Regions from separate parts of the Capsicum annuum genome. Here region 1 is linked to region 2. Evidence: chromatin contacts called from public Hi-C data. All regions are on one chromosome and are shown on one strand. Each heading gives the region's core, a stretch centred on a gene start, on an enhancer-like site or on the middle of the called end of the contact. The rest is flanking DNA. Distances are from core to core; before and after follow the strand shown.

Region 1 (6,683 bases), core at 324-2,823, 530 kb before region 2:
TCTATTTCATATTATTTGCGCCTTATTGACGCAACACACATTTTAAAAAAATAAATTAATTAGTGATATATTTACTAAGTTAACTTTACTAATGTTGATTTGGAAATCTAAATTTAACTATTATTACTTTATTTGGTTATTTAATATTAAAGGTAGAAAGAGAAAAGTATAACAAAATTCTCTTCATTTCATAAATTGAATAAGCAAACAATGACATGATTATAATAAAACCCCAATTAAAAAACAAGAGAAAAGACATGATTTCCTCCTTGAACTTATCCGCTCAACTCACTTTAGTACTTAAACTAAACTTCTGTTTATTTACCCCTTTTAACATCTTTAAAGTGTATTATTTTTACCCCTCAAAATTGAATATCACTCTCACAACGGAGAGTCTGTTACACTCGCCTACACATCAACGCCACGTCAATACCACGTCGGAGTCACGTCATTACCACGTAAGAAATTACTATTTTTCAAAAAAAAAAAATAATCCCCCTTACATTATTTTTATATAATTTTTTTTAAAAAAATAAAAAATATGTATATACTATTTTATTTATATATATATATATATATATATATATATATATATATATCCCCTTCCCCCCTCCCCATTTTCTTTCTTCTTCACATCCCCACCCCATCCACCCACCCCGCCCTCTCTACATTTTTTCCTCTTCCAACCCTCACCCTCACCCCCTACCCTGCAAACGCAAGACCCCCTCCCCATTTTTCAGCGCCCCACTTCCTCTAGTTTTTCAATTGAATCTCAATTGTTTTTTTCAAAAAGAAAAAAAAACTTCATTTTTTTTAAAATAGTCTTGGACCAACGTAAACATAGTGATAAATTGCAAATATAACTTTGATTGTGAGGGCTGAAGATTTGATTTTGAAATAACATAATCGCTATGATGATCTTAAACCAATCACATGGTTAATTATGGTTTCCAAAATCAGAAAAAAGCAAAGTAAAAAAAAAACTTCATTTTTTTTCGAAGGTTCCAGCTAAAGGGTGATTTTTTTTCTTTTTTGGTATAAGAATGTTGAATTATTACATCTTAATCATTACATCTTGTGTTCGATTAATTATCATTTTGAAAGTGTTGATTGAGAATGCGTGTGAGATTGTTAATGGAAAAATTAATGGTTGAAAAAAACGGGTGAAGTTGTTAATGGGGGAATTAATGGTTGAAGAAAATGAGAGAGGTTGTTAATGGAGAAATTAATGATTGGAGAAAATGAATGAGATACTTAATGAAGGAATCGATGGTTTAAAGAAAATGAGTATTGTTGTTCTTGATCAATTGGAGAAGAAAAGAGTGTAGGGTGTGGGTGTGGGCCATGGGGGCTGAGGGCATTGAAGAAGAAAGAATATTTTTTTAATGTATATTAAAATAAAAAGTGGGATTATATTAATTTTTAATTAAAAAATGTGATTTTTTTTCTTTTTAATAAATAAACGTGCCTATTTTTTTTTTAAAATATCACAATAACTTTAGGGGTCAAACAAATACATTTTAAAGATATTAAGGAGGTAAATAAATGAAAGTTAAGTTTAAATGCTAAAGTGAGTTTTACGAACAAATTAAGGGGAAAAATGCCTTTTCTCAAAAACAACGACATGAATTTCATGAACTTGCTGTCATAGATGCACAAATGAATCATTTTAATAGTTTTATGACATATTTAAACTTTATCAAGTAAAATGAAATCGGGAGAATATGTTAAAAACACATTTTGACAAAAAAGAGAGGCAAGATGTGCAATTAACAAAAAAAAGATTAAAAGCCAAAAGGGCAAAAATCCTCCAGATCAAATCTTCAATAGTATATAGTCCTAGAAACCTCTACCTGAAGTTCGATCTGATCAATTTTTGCTGCAAAAATGCCCGTAAGTCCTCCTTCTTCCCATTCAACTTTCACAATTTTCTCTTTACTCGATGGAATTTCTATATTCTTGTATTTTCCTATAACATATAGAGCATATATATATATATATATATTTTTAATTACCGTGGTGCTTTTGTGATTGCATTTGGTGTAGATGAGAGTGGTAGAAGTGGAAGCGCCGAGCCCAATGAGGTACATGATGGGAGCAGCAGTAATGATGATCGGCGTTGTATTGCCACTTGCTTATATGATGTTTAGGAACAAGCGTGTTCCTTCCTCGCCTTCTTACCCTAAACAGACGTAGGTCTCTCCCTCTACTCTTTCCCCTTTTTTATACCAATTTTTTTCCTGATCCTTTATCTAAATGTCTAATTTATGATGATTTATAGAGGTTAAATAAGCACATAAACCTGTATATAGACTTTATGATGATTTATAGAGACTAAATAAGCACATAAACTTGTGTATAGACTTTATGATGATTTATAGATGTTAAATAAGCACATAAAGGAAGGGGAGCCTTTGAATAACTGGGAAAGTTGCTGCCATGAGGGAAAGTTGCTGCCATGTGACCAGGAAGTCATGGGTTCAAGATTTGGAAATAGTCTCTGATAGAAATGCAATGTAAGGCTGTGTACAATACACCCTTGTGGTGGGGCCCTTTTCCGGACACCGCGCATAGCAGTATCTTTAGTGCACTGGGCTGCCCTTTAAATAAGCACATAAAGTTGTGTGTAGACGTTAATTTGCACCGAGGGTGTGGCCTGGTGGTCAATGAGGCATGAGGAGCGTTTAGAACTATGAGATTTTAGGGTCAAATATCTCCCCTCCCTTCCTTCCCACCACACACATATATATATGTATATGTTGTTGGTGGGTGGGAGGTGGCAGGTGTCCCGTGGAATTAGTCAAGATGAACATAAGCTATTTTTGACACCACAGTTATAAAAGAAAAAAGATGTACTCTTTAATTTGCACCCAAGGGTGTGGTCTAGTAATTAATGAGGTGTGTCGGGTGTTGTTTTTCAACGTTTTCGGGTACAAGAATCTGTAATTTGACACAATAACTTCAACACTAGTTCAAGTTTAAAACAAGAATACTATGAAGTACAACAATACCCTCAACACAAGATCAAAGTGATCTTTCTAAGAAGTGTGTTATTTTTTCAGAAATTAAGATGAAACAGAAATGTAAAGCCAAGTCTCCCGACTTCACGGAGTGTCCTTAAGGAATAAACTGTACCCGAGGTTTTGGAATCTTCCTCCTAGGATAAAATGGCTTTCAATCCAACTATAGTGGTACCTCAAATAATTGGATTCGTCGAACCCACTCAACGATTTGATTGATCGCAAGGAATGTTTTGAAGAAAGAAGAGTTTGTATTCAGAAATTTTTCATACCAAAACCTGTGGATAAATGCAGGTTTATATAGCCATCAAGTGCCCCTTCCGAAAGGAGGCAATGATTCATCCGAAAAGGTGTATCCTTTGGAAGAGTCATGTCTGTTCATTCGAAACATTGTGTCTTTTTCTGAACAGACACAACTACAACTACAACTATCTGAACAATCACTCCTTTCCCAAAACAATATGTCGTTTCATAAAAGGTTGTGTTCCTCCATTTTTCATTCACACCAATTGAACCCAACATCGGGAACCATGAGGTCTTCGATTCAAATTCTAGCATCTAACTTTGGTGGACAGAGTTATCTGGTATTTGTGGTGGTTGGGACTTGGGAGGTAGCAGGTATCACATGGAATTAGTTGAGTTGCGATCAAGCTGACCCGGACACCATGGTTATTAAAAAAAGATGTAGTCTTTAATTTTTTTCTTTTTTACAGAATCCTAATTTGACTTTGAAAAAAAGAATTTATCAAATATTGGCAGAGAATTTTATATGACGACCTCGATTAGTTTGGAATTTTCATGGAGTTAATTGATTGAAATGATTATGAGTAGAAGGTTAGTGGGTACTAGTGCATTGTCTTGCTTATCCTTCCATACTAGTAGTCCTCGTATTTCTCATGTATGTCTCTTGGACATTTATTAATGCTGTATTTTGTTGTAGTTACGGGTCTTTTTTTCTGAATGCTTTGTCATTATTTTTTCTAGTATATGCCTTGATTTCTTCACTTAAGGTATTTCTTTTTCGATCTGCTTTGATATGATTTTCCTTGAGCGGAGGTTCTATTGGAAACTACCTCTCTATCTTCCAAGGTAGGGTAAGGTCTGCGTACTCTCTATCAGTCTATCCTCCCCTAACTCCACTTGTGAGAGTACAATAGATATGTTGTTGTTGATTATGAGTATGCATTTTTTAAAATTTACACTTATCCCGATGCTTTCTTTCTTTTTTTAATCACTACGAGTAAAAGATTTATGCTTTGGTGATGTTCTTTCGGAATATATGGTGTTTCAATCAGGTGATGGTAAGATAAAAATATGGTTTTTATTTTCAGGAATAAGGTTCTTATATAGACCATGGAGGCGTGCTTAGAATGAGCTTTGAGAAAGGAGAAGAGCAAGAGGGTGGCATCTCGGCGATTGTTGTAAATGCATTGTTTTTCTTATTTGGATTGAGATCTCTTGAACTATTACTTAGTTGATTTGTATTGAAGGTTAGGATTCTTGTTTCCCAAAGTTTAGACTGTGATTTCCTTTCAAGGATATAGTTTAGCTTGCTAATCACAAGTCAAATAGAAAGGAAACCCACTATTGTTGTATTGTTATTATCTCCTATATGGTGAATTTTTTCGTGAATTCTTTTGCCTTGAATACAAACTATGTTGTTAGCAATCCGTTGAATCTTGTCGTGCTTAAGCAAAAGTATATTTGTTAATCAAACAGTACGGTAGTTGTTGTTTTGTTCCCTTGTTTGATGCCAAGAGGATGCAGTCGTTCACAAGTTATGGGATGTGAATTAATTAGAATTGATGCGGTACCGATGAATTGCAGTTAATTTATTCATTTTCATCTCTTTTTCAATGCTTAGCATATGTGGTTTCTTGATTGTTCTTTTTGAGGAGAGACTTCATTAGGCAGTGTGATCTGTATCTTGGCGATTGCATTTCTAACTAATGGGATTTATGGCATAGACTTGACTTCTAATTCCCTTAGCTTTACTGATAAGTGGCTTGTGGCCTCTTGTGATTCAGATGATTTCTATGAATTGGATTTACAGCATAGGTCCCATAGTTAATTTACTTAGTTTGCTAATATTTTCATTGTTCATCATGTTATTGTGACGTCTTTTAGCTTCAAGAGGGGTTATTAGCTATGCTGATAGGTTCCTCCTCATCTCCGGCATGAGGATGATATTGTAGTTGGGTTTGCTTTCCACAAAACTTTTGGTTTTACCAACCCTGAGAAATTGCAATAGGTTAGTTTTGTGGGTACAGTTGCTAGGAAGAAGTATGGTTGACATTGAGCTTGGAATTTCACTGATCATGTTATTTGGTTAATGACAAGTTGTAGTTTCATAAATGAGCTGGTAAAACTCCTGTTGAACTGTAGTGTCTTTAGGATAGACGTTCATAACTTTGATAACTAGTTTATTGTTTTGCTGCTTAAATTGCTATCTTTAATAGAAGAGATGCAGCCCCTGTACAGTTTGTTTCCAAGAGATTATGTTCCAGGGGCACGTCTCCTGCTGATTGGTTATACTAGCAATTCCTCAGGCTTTCTTGTAGGGATTAAACATCTTTCCTAGAGAAATCACTATTTATTATGCCCCCACGTGTGCCCGCCAACATCACGACATGGCCAACCACCTCAGATTTTGCAATTACAACGGTGGCATGTAAGTCAGTTTCTCCACCCTATGGTATCAAAAGAACTCAAGATTGTGCTCTAAATGCGGGAGTGGGCATGAACCCAAGTTATTTTCTCCAGGTTTAATCTGATGAAGCTAACTGCTGTAGTGTAGATGTGCTTCTGTGTTGATGTTAGCCTCAGAAAGGCAAACATATTTGGCTTGAAAGAGCGAATGGTGGATCGGACATGTCTATTGTCCATGTCTTGCGCAGTTGCTTATTATATATTTACATGATCAAAAAGTTCAGCGCCTCTTTTAGCCTGTGCGTGAATTTGACTCACTAATGGAGTAATTACTAACTAGGTAAGCAAGAGTATCTTGAATCTTCATTAGAATCGACGTGGTACTGACAAATTGCAGTTTATTTTTCCATTAGACGTCTCTTTTTCATTGCTTAGTATCTGGATTCTTCTTTTTGAACAGAAGACTTCATTAGGCAGCATGTTCTGGCAGAGTATTACTTACTTACTAATGGGATGTATGCCGTAGACTTGATTGCTAATTTCCTTACTTTTATCGCTAAGTGTTATTTAGCGTTTTGTGATTCTTTTGATTTCTAACAAATAGGATTTACATCATTTGTCTCGTAGCTAATTTACTATTTTTGCTAAGTTTTTCCTCGTTAGTCATGTAACTGCATAGATTTCGCTGTTGTGATGTGCAGTTCAAGCACCAACAGAGTGGAAGTTATTTGTACTCGTGTAAGTTAATCTAATTAGTTAATAAATAAATAAATAGGAAAGCAAGGAAAATGTTGTCAAACAATTGTTGTACACAACGGATCCTTCTGTTAGAATCAACTTCACGCACGATTTTTGTGTTCATGGATGGGCCATGTTTTTTCACTAGCGCTATCGACTTGAATTACCATATTTTATAGGAAAAAGACATTTGACGGAAGTGACACATACATCATTCCCCCAAGCAGCGCGGTTAATGCACTTGCCTTGTTACGTCTTTAGATTGGTGATCATTTC
Region 2 (6,907 bases), core at 1,370-3,869:
ATCATCATCCCACAATGCCTATCTTTTCAGTTATCACCACTTTGCTACATGATTGGTCTTTTTTTTCCACAAAAAAAATAAAAAATAAAAAAAATTAACTTGTGTAGTACTATTACAATGATAATGTTAATTAGTTTACATTATCGGTGCATTTTAAGTATTTACTTCTTCTAATTGTGATTTTTTAAAACAAAATCTTTCATTAAAAAAAAAGAGTGCTTATTTTTAGATTTAAAAATAATTTGGCTTTTAATGTTCTATTTTACTCGTAATGATTTCTTTTCAGCCGCACAAGTATTATATATATGACATGTTTGAGTCTTTAAAGATCACAAGTTTGAAAGATCTTATAATAATCACTCATATTTCGGATCACAAGTTATAAATTTTTCCTTTTTTTAAAAAAAATAAAATAGTTTGTGCTCACTTCAATAGGTTCACATAAATTGAAGGGGTAGCTAGAGTAATTATATTCTTTATTTCAAAATTATGAGCTACATTTATCGTAGATATTTACGCGATCGAATTAGTTGAACAGGTGATCTTCCCAATGCGGAGTACCACCTGAGCACCCCTCATATTCGCGAATGAGTTTGAATAGAAAACCTAATTTTTGATAGTATTTAATACAGTAATACAATATTATAAGAGTTAATTTTTGAACTTGAGACCTTATTCTTATAATTAATAAATGACAAGACACTTCTAAATAAAAAATCCTTATTCTTGTATATAAATAACTTGATTTTGCAAACAATTAACTTACTTGTTCATTAACTTCACGAAAAATCAGTCAATAAGATATACGAAAAATAGAAAAAAAGGTTAGAAAATTCTTGAACATTTTAATTTGTTGCCCCTATATATCTCATGTTATACTTCCATCTCAACAAAATGTTGCCCCTGTATATCTCATATTATACTTTCATCCCAACAAAAGGTAGAGACAGAATTAGAATACGCTATATACGTCACATTTCTTAAAATGTGCCTCTGAACTTCCGTCTCAACAAAAGACAAAGACAGAATTAAGATAGGTTGTCTACATCATATTCCTTAAAATGTGACTCTTGTACCGACTTTTCATAAATACGAACTTTCATCTCAACAAAAGAAAAAGACAGAATTCGAATAGGTCGTCTAATTTACATTCCTTAAAATGCGACTCTTCATAAATACAAACTTTCATCTCAACAAAAGGCAAAGATAGAACTAAGATAAATTATCTACGCCACATTTCTTAAAATGTAGCTCTTCTGCTGACTCATCATAAATACGAAATGCTTTATTTATCATTTTTTTTTTTTGTCATGAAGTGCATAACCTAAAACAAATAAAATTTCACCAAGTGTTTTTCCCTAAATAGCCTCTTCCCAAATCCAAGGTTCACAAATGCAATTTATTAAAACACGGTTTCACAAAGACCGTAATATAATAAATAGTGTACTCCCAAAGTTAACATCCACCGAAAGTCATGTCTAAAACACATACTAATAGATTTGACCTCCACTATCCTTGTTGCTACAGTCTTTAACTTTTATATGGTCAAAGATTAGTGTATATTTATTTGATCAAACTATATAATATAAATACTGGTAACACCACGTAATTAAGAAATCTGAAAAATAAGCTACATGTTCAGTGGAAAATCTAGTGAAGAAGCTATAAGTTCATCGTAGCTTTAGCTTAGACCTTCTTATGTATATGTTGAAAAATCGAATAGATATGTATAAGTCATATATTTCGAACTCAATAAATTAAACGGGATGTAGTAACATGAAAATATGATATAGGTGAATCTAGTGAAGAAGTTACTGATTCATTCTTGCTTTGGCTCAGTCAACACGGTGTATCTGTTAAAAAACTCACTAAATATGCAGAAATAATAGATTTAGAACTCAACATATTAAATAGAATATAATAACCTAGAAAATAAGGTATATTCAGTGGCGAATCTGATGAAGAAGCTAGGAATTCATCCCAGCTTAATTTGGCTTAGAAAAATTTAATCGGAGGGGATGTAGTAATCTAAGATAAGATATATTACATGCTGTATCAGATCAAATACGTTGTTAATATCGTAATTTTTTTACAGTGTCCGCGTATATCGATATATGAGATATAAATAATCCTACATGAAATAAAATATTTTTTGTTCACATGACTGTAGACTCGTGTGCTTGTGTATAAATTAATCCAATCTTTTGTAACAATTGTTTTAACGTTAGGAAACAAAGGTCCGTTCAATCAGGACAATGTTTTCTTAGATTTAGTCAAATTAATGTTATTTTATACTAATTTTTTTTATTATTAATAGAATATTATTTTGGAATACGTGAATACTGGACCTCCTGAAAAATGAAAATTTAATTTCAGCTCAAAACCTTCTAAAAAATGGGAATTAACTTTCCGCTCAGGACCCATATAATGGAAATTTACTTTCTACTCAGGATTTCGCTGAGGATCCTTCTGGAAAATCAGAATTTACTTTATGCTGCGGACCCTTTAAAAAATAGGAGTTTACTTTTAGCTCAGGACCCTCTGAAAAATGAGATTTTATTTTATGCTCGGGCAGTGTTGTAAAAGGCGAGTGCCTCGTCACCAATGGCGAATGGCGAGGCGGGTGTAATGTATTTTATTTTATTTTTTCCACGAGGACATACGTATATTTTAATGTATTTTTTTTGTGTCTTCATGAGACCAAGTGTGCCTATGTTTAGCTATCATGTACCTCTGTTGTTTGCTTTGTTGTCTCTTCTATATATAAACTCAATCTACTTCTAAAGCTGAGACAAGTGTTTATGTTCTTTTTTGTGCTAATAGTGTTTGTATACAGTAAGATTTGTTAAGGTAAGTCATTTTCTTCCCCCCTTCTTTGCTCATCTTTTGGCGAAAATCAGAGGCGGATTCAAGATACAGAGCGTGTTTAGTACGAAGTAAGTCTTTTTTCAAGAAAATCAAATATAAATTGGAGCTGTCTAATTTTCATAGTAAGATGGTTGGCTGTTCACGACCTAGCTGTATATTTTTATATATAGTATGATGGTTGCAAAGTGTGTTTGTTGTTAACTTTACATTCTTCATTCTGTCAGTGATCTTCTTTATTTTTTTCTGGTATGTTGCTCCGTCAGCAAGTGAATGGTCATTTACCAAAAATTTTCACGAAAAATGACTTCTGTCATACTAAACGCGGCTGAAGTGAATGGTTTTTTTGCTCACTTGTATGAGTGATTTGAGTCTAAAGTAGTGTGTTCAGTTGAATCCGCTCTAAATCCGCCTTTGATTAGAAAATATACAATACATGTATACACTTCATTTCTGCTGCAGTAACTCTCTCGTCTTACACTTTTCGTTTTGTTTGAACTCAAAAATATACAGGCAAAGTTATCAAAAGAGTGGAATTTAAGAGCAGAAGAATATTGAATTGAGAAGTGTTATGGAGGAAAGCTATCTTTTAGGGTGGAAGAAGAACAATGATTCAGATAGTTGGCTTTCAAGTGTTGAAGAAGATGAAGAGATGAAAGTAGATTTACCATCTGTTCATCAACCACAAACACCAATGGAGCCAATGGACTTTTTGTCAAGATCTTGGAGCCTTTCTGCTTCTGAATTATCAAAAGCACTTGCTCAGAAACAGAAACATTATTCATTTGAAAGGAAGTTTAGTGTGATCAATGAGTCAGTTTCTCCACCTCCACAACTCGTAAGTTTTCCAAATTCACCTTATGGTTTGTGTTCATGGTTTACATTTTTAGCATTTCTTGAATCTTGAACTTGGTGATGACATGAGACATGTTTGATGCTTTTAAGTCAAACAAAAAAAGGGAGATCCTGCTGCACAAAGCATCCCGCGTTCATGAAGGGTTGGGTTCACGTTCCAACGGTGCGTGATGTAGGTAGCCTACCCTGATGGAAGCTCAAGTGGTTGATTCCACGGCTCGAACCTATGACCAGTGGCAAAGCCAGGATTTTCATTGAGGGGGTTCAGAAATAAATATATGAACTAGTCAAAGGGGTTCAACATCTACTAAATATGCATAAAAAATATTTTAAATCATGTAAAAATAGTATAAAAACAGTATAATTTTCTGTCGAAGGGGATTCGGATGAACCCTCTGGAGCAAATGTTGCTCCGTCTCTTCCTATGACCTATAGGTCACACGGAGACAACTTCTCCAAGGTTCCCCTTCTTCTGAAATCCACAAATTAAGAAAGTAGACTAACATTCCTAAACAAGAGGGGAAATAGGGGTTAAAAAAGCTTATCCAGAATGTCACATGCATATGGACTTCAAGATTGATTGCTAGTTAAACATGGAGAAATTGAGTGCATTAGGTTCATATAAAGATTAAAAATTATAAAATAAGATCAACTTTCTATTGATTTGTTTTAATATTCTTAAATCTCTATCCATAACATCACAATTCAAAAGAGTTGAAAGAAATCCAACCTGTCAATTAATTTTCTGATTAATGGATTTGCTTGCAGCCAGAGACCAAGATTTTGAATTCACACAACGGGCGAAAAACCGGGGGAATTGGAAGGTGGTTCCAGCATAAGGATTCTAATAATAGCTCAGTCAAGAAGAAAGAAAAGGTGCGCCTAGAAAACGCGCATATGCACAGTGTCCTGTCCATAGCAGGACTAGCCGCAGCGTTGGCAGCTGCTGCAGCAGCAGAGAACTCCAACGGTTCGAGCTCAAAGATGAGCATGGCTTTAGCATCAGCTACTGAGCTCCTGGCCTCACATTGTCTTGAAATGGCTGAATCAGCCGGGGCGGACCATGAACGTGTGGCCTCAGTTGTTAGATCAGCAGTGGACATACATAGTGCTAGTGATCTTGTCACACTAACAGCTGCAGCTGCCACAGGTACATATTTAGCCACTTACAGTCAAACCTCTCTATAACAACATCGTCTGTACGAATATTGTTTGACTGCTATAGCGAAATGCTGTTATAGAGAACGATATAAATATAACATAACATGAAAATCGGTTCCAAAGAAAACATTGGACGTTATTGCGAAATGTTATTATAGAGGATGGTTGTTATAGAGAACTCTGACTGTACTATGCTAAAGATTTGTATATCAGTAGAAATTATAGAAAACTTCTAGTGCTTGAGAAACCAACTTTTTTTATAATATTGAACTGAGACAGGCTTAAATAGAGTGACATGAACAGTAAGAATTCATATAACTGTCCTGAAGACCTGAACTTGTTTGGAACTGAAACGTAGTTGTTGTCGTACTATCTTCTTGCAAATGTATTTGAGATACTTTATATACATGATTACTAACAGTGGCTATTTTTCTATGAATAAAAAGCTTTGAGAGGAGAAGCAGCTCTTAAGTCAAGATTACCAAAAGAAGCAAAGAGGAATGCATCAATAAGTCCATGTGACAGAAGCATGGTAGAAACTCAAAGTTTTGCTGCTGCTTTCCCTGGTGACATGGATGAACATGAGCCACCGTTTGCGGGCGAATTGCTGCATCTCACAAGAAAAGGTGAAACACTGATTTATATGCAAGAAGTACTTCACTAAATTTTGTTATTACACTATGTTCAACAGATCATTCTAGTTTCTGCTGCTGATCTACTTGTTGTTGTTTATTCTGGATTCTTAGGTCTGCAACGATGGAAGCGTGTGTCTGTTTATATAAACAAAAAATCTCAGGTCTGTCAATAGGCTTTATAGATCTTGAGATATCATAAATTCCAAATGTTGAATTGTTTAGGTATAGAAATGGAGGCACTGACTTCTGTGGATCAATTGACAGGTTGTGATCAAGTTGAAGAGTAAACATGTTGGTGGAGCTTTTTCTAAAAATAACAAATGTAAGCTCTTCCCCCTATAGTATCTTTGTTTTTCCTTTTACATACAGTCAAACCTCTCTATAACAACATCGTTCATCCGGATATCTTTTGGTTGCTATAATGAGATGCTATATTAGAGAATATATAATGTAACGGAATATGTAAGTTGGTTACAAAAAAAACTTGGTTGTTATAGTGAAATGTTATGGGGTTCATTGAACTCGTTTTGCATCCGCGTCTGACGGCATTCATGTGCAACAGGTGTTGTATATGAAGTATGTGATGAAAGTGAACCATGGCTATTCAACAAAGAGATTGAAAACTTAGATTTGTACCTTGGGGTAAAGACAGCTCAGGGTCTTCTAGAGTTCAAGTGCAGGAACAAAAGCCATAAACAAAAATGGGTTGATGGAATTCAAAAGCTTCTTGATAAAACCAGTTTATTTGAAGATACTGAGGGCTCAATGACAATGTTGAAAATCAACAAGAGCTTTTAAACTAACTTCTTAGTTTTTTAGTTTTCATTTTTTGGTGTTATTTTCTTGTATAAAAATGTTTGAGATAGTTCTTGGTTTGTCTGCTTTATGATATTTCAGATGTAAGATGTACTTACTAATTGGAGAGACAAAAATCTTTCAATAAAAACTTAGCATCTAAAACTCTTGGTAGTGTGAGGCCAGGTCTTGTTAGTAAGAATTTTGTAAACTCACTTAGTATAGGTGTTTTTGGGATGAAATGAGCTTTGAATAAAGGAGAATAGAAACAGAGAATTCATTATTCCCAACTAGCAAAATGTTTTGCAAGAAAGATATCATTCTCCTAGACTTTTTCTTGTTCATGTGTTGAAAACAAGATGGAAATTTGACCTTGAAAACAATTTAAAACTCATCACCTCAAGGAAGGGGAGACTGGATAACTAGTAAAGTTGCTGCCATGTGACCTGGAAGTCACGGTCCAAGCCATGAAAACAGCCTCTTGCAGAAATGCAAGGTAACGCTGCATACAACAAACCTTTATGGTTCAGTCCTTCCCCGGCCGCAGGCATAGCGGGAGCTTTAGTGCACCAGACTGCCTCCCTTTTTTTTGGCAA

The links. A called contact is a pair of places that touch in the nucleus more often than the background predicts.
Region 1: a contact with region 2 is called in a Hi-C map of bud, with 2.0 times the contacts expected there. The contact joins the promoter of LOC107867734 here to the promoter of LOC107867746 in region 2. A contact is called at or near these places in 2 of 5 Hi-C or Micro-C datasets (bud and leaf).

The regions. Positions count from the first base shown.
Region 1 is chr1:10,852,538-10,859,220 of UCD10Xv1.1, reverse strand. It overlaps LOC107867734, which reads left to right and starts at 1,573. Exons shown (of 3, transcript XM_016714114.2): 1 at 1,573-1,893; 2 at 2,047-2,192; 3 at 4,352-4,688. The coding sequence starts at 1,888. The coding sequence ends at 4,370. LOC107852897 (cyclic pyranopterin monophosphate synthase, mitochondrial) reads right to left here. Exons shown (of 3, transcript XM_016697935.2): 3 at 6,422-6,683. The coding sequence ends at 6,677.
Region 2 is chr1:10,322,409-10,329,315 of UCD10Xv1.1, reverse strand. LOC107867746 (VAN3-binding protein) reads left to right here and starts at 2,619. Exons shown (of 7, transcript XM_016714136.2): 1 at 2,619-2,936; 2 at 3,379-3,703; 3 at 4,489-4,870; 4 at 5,328-5,507; 5 at 5,628-5,677; 6 at 5,781-5,838; 7 at 6,079-6,476. The coding sequence starts at 3,437. The coding sequence ends at 6,314.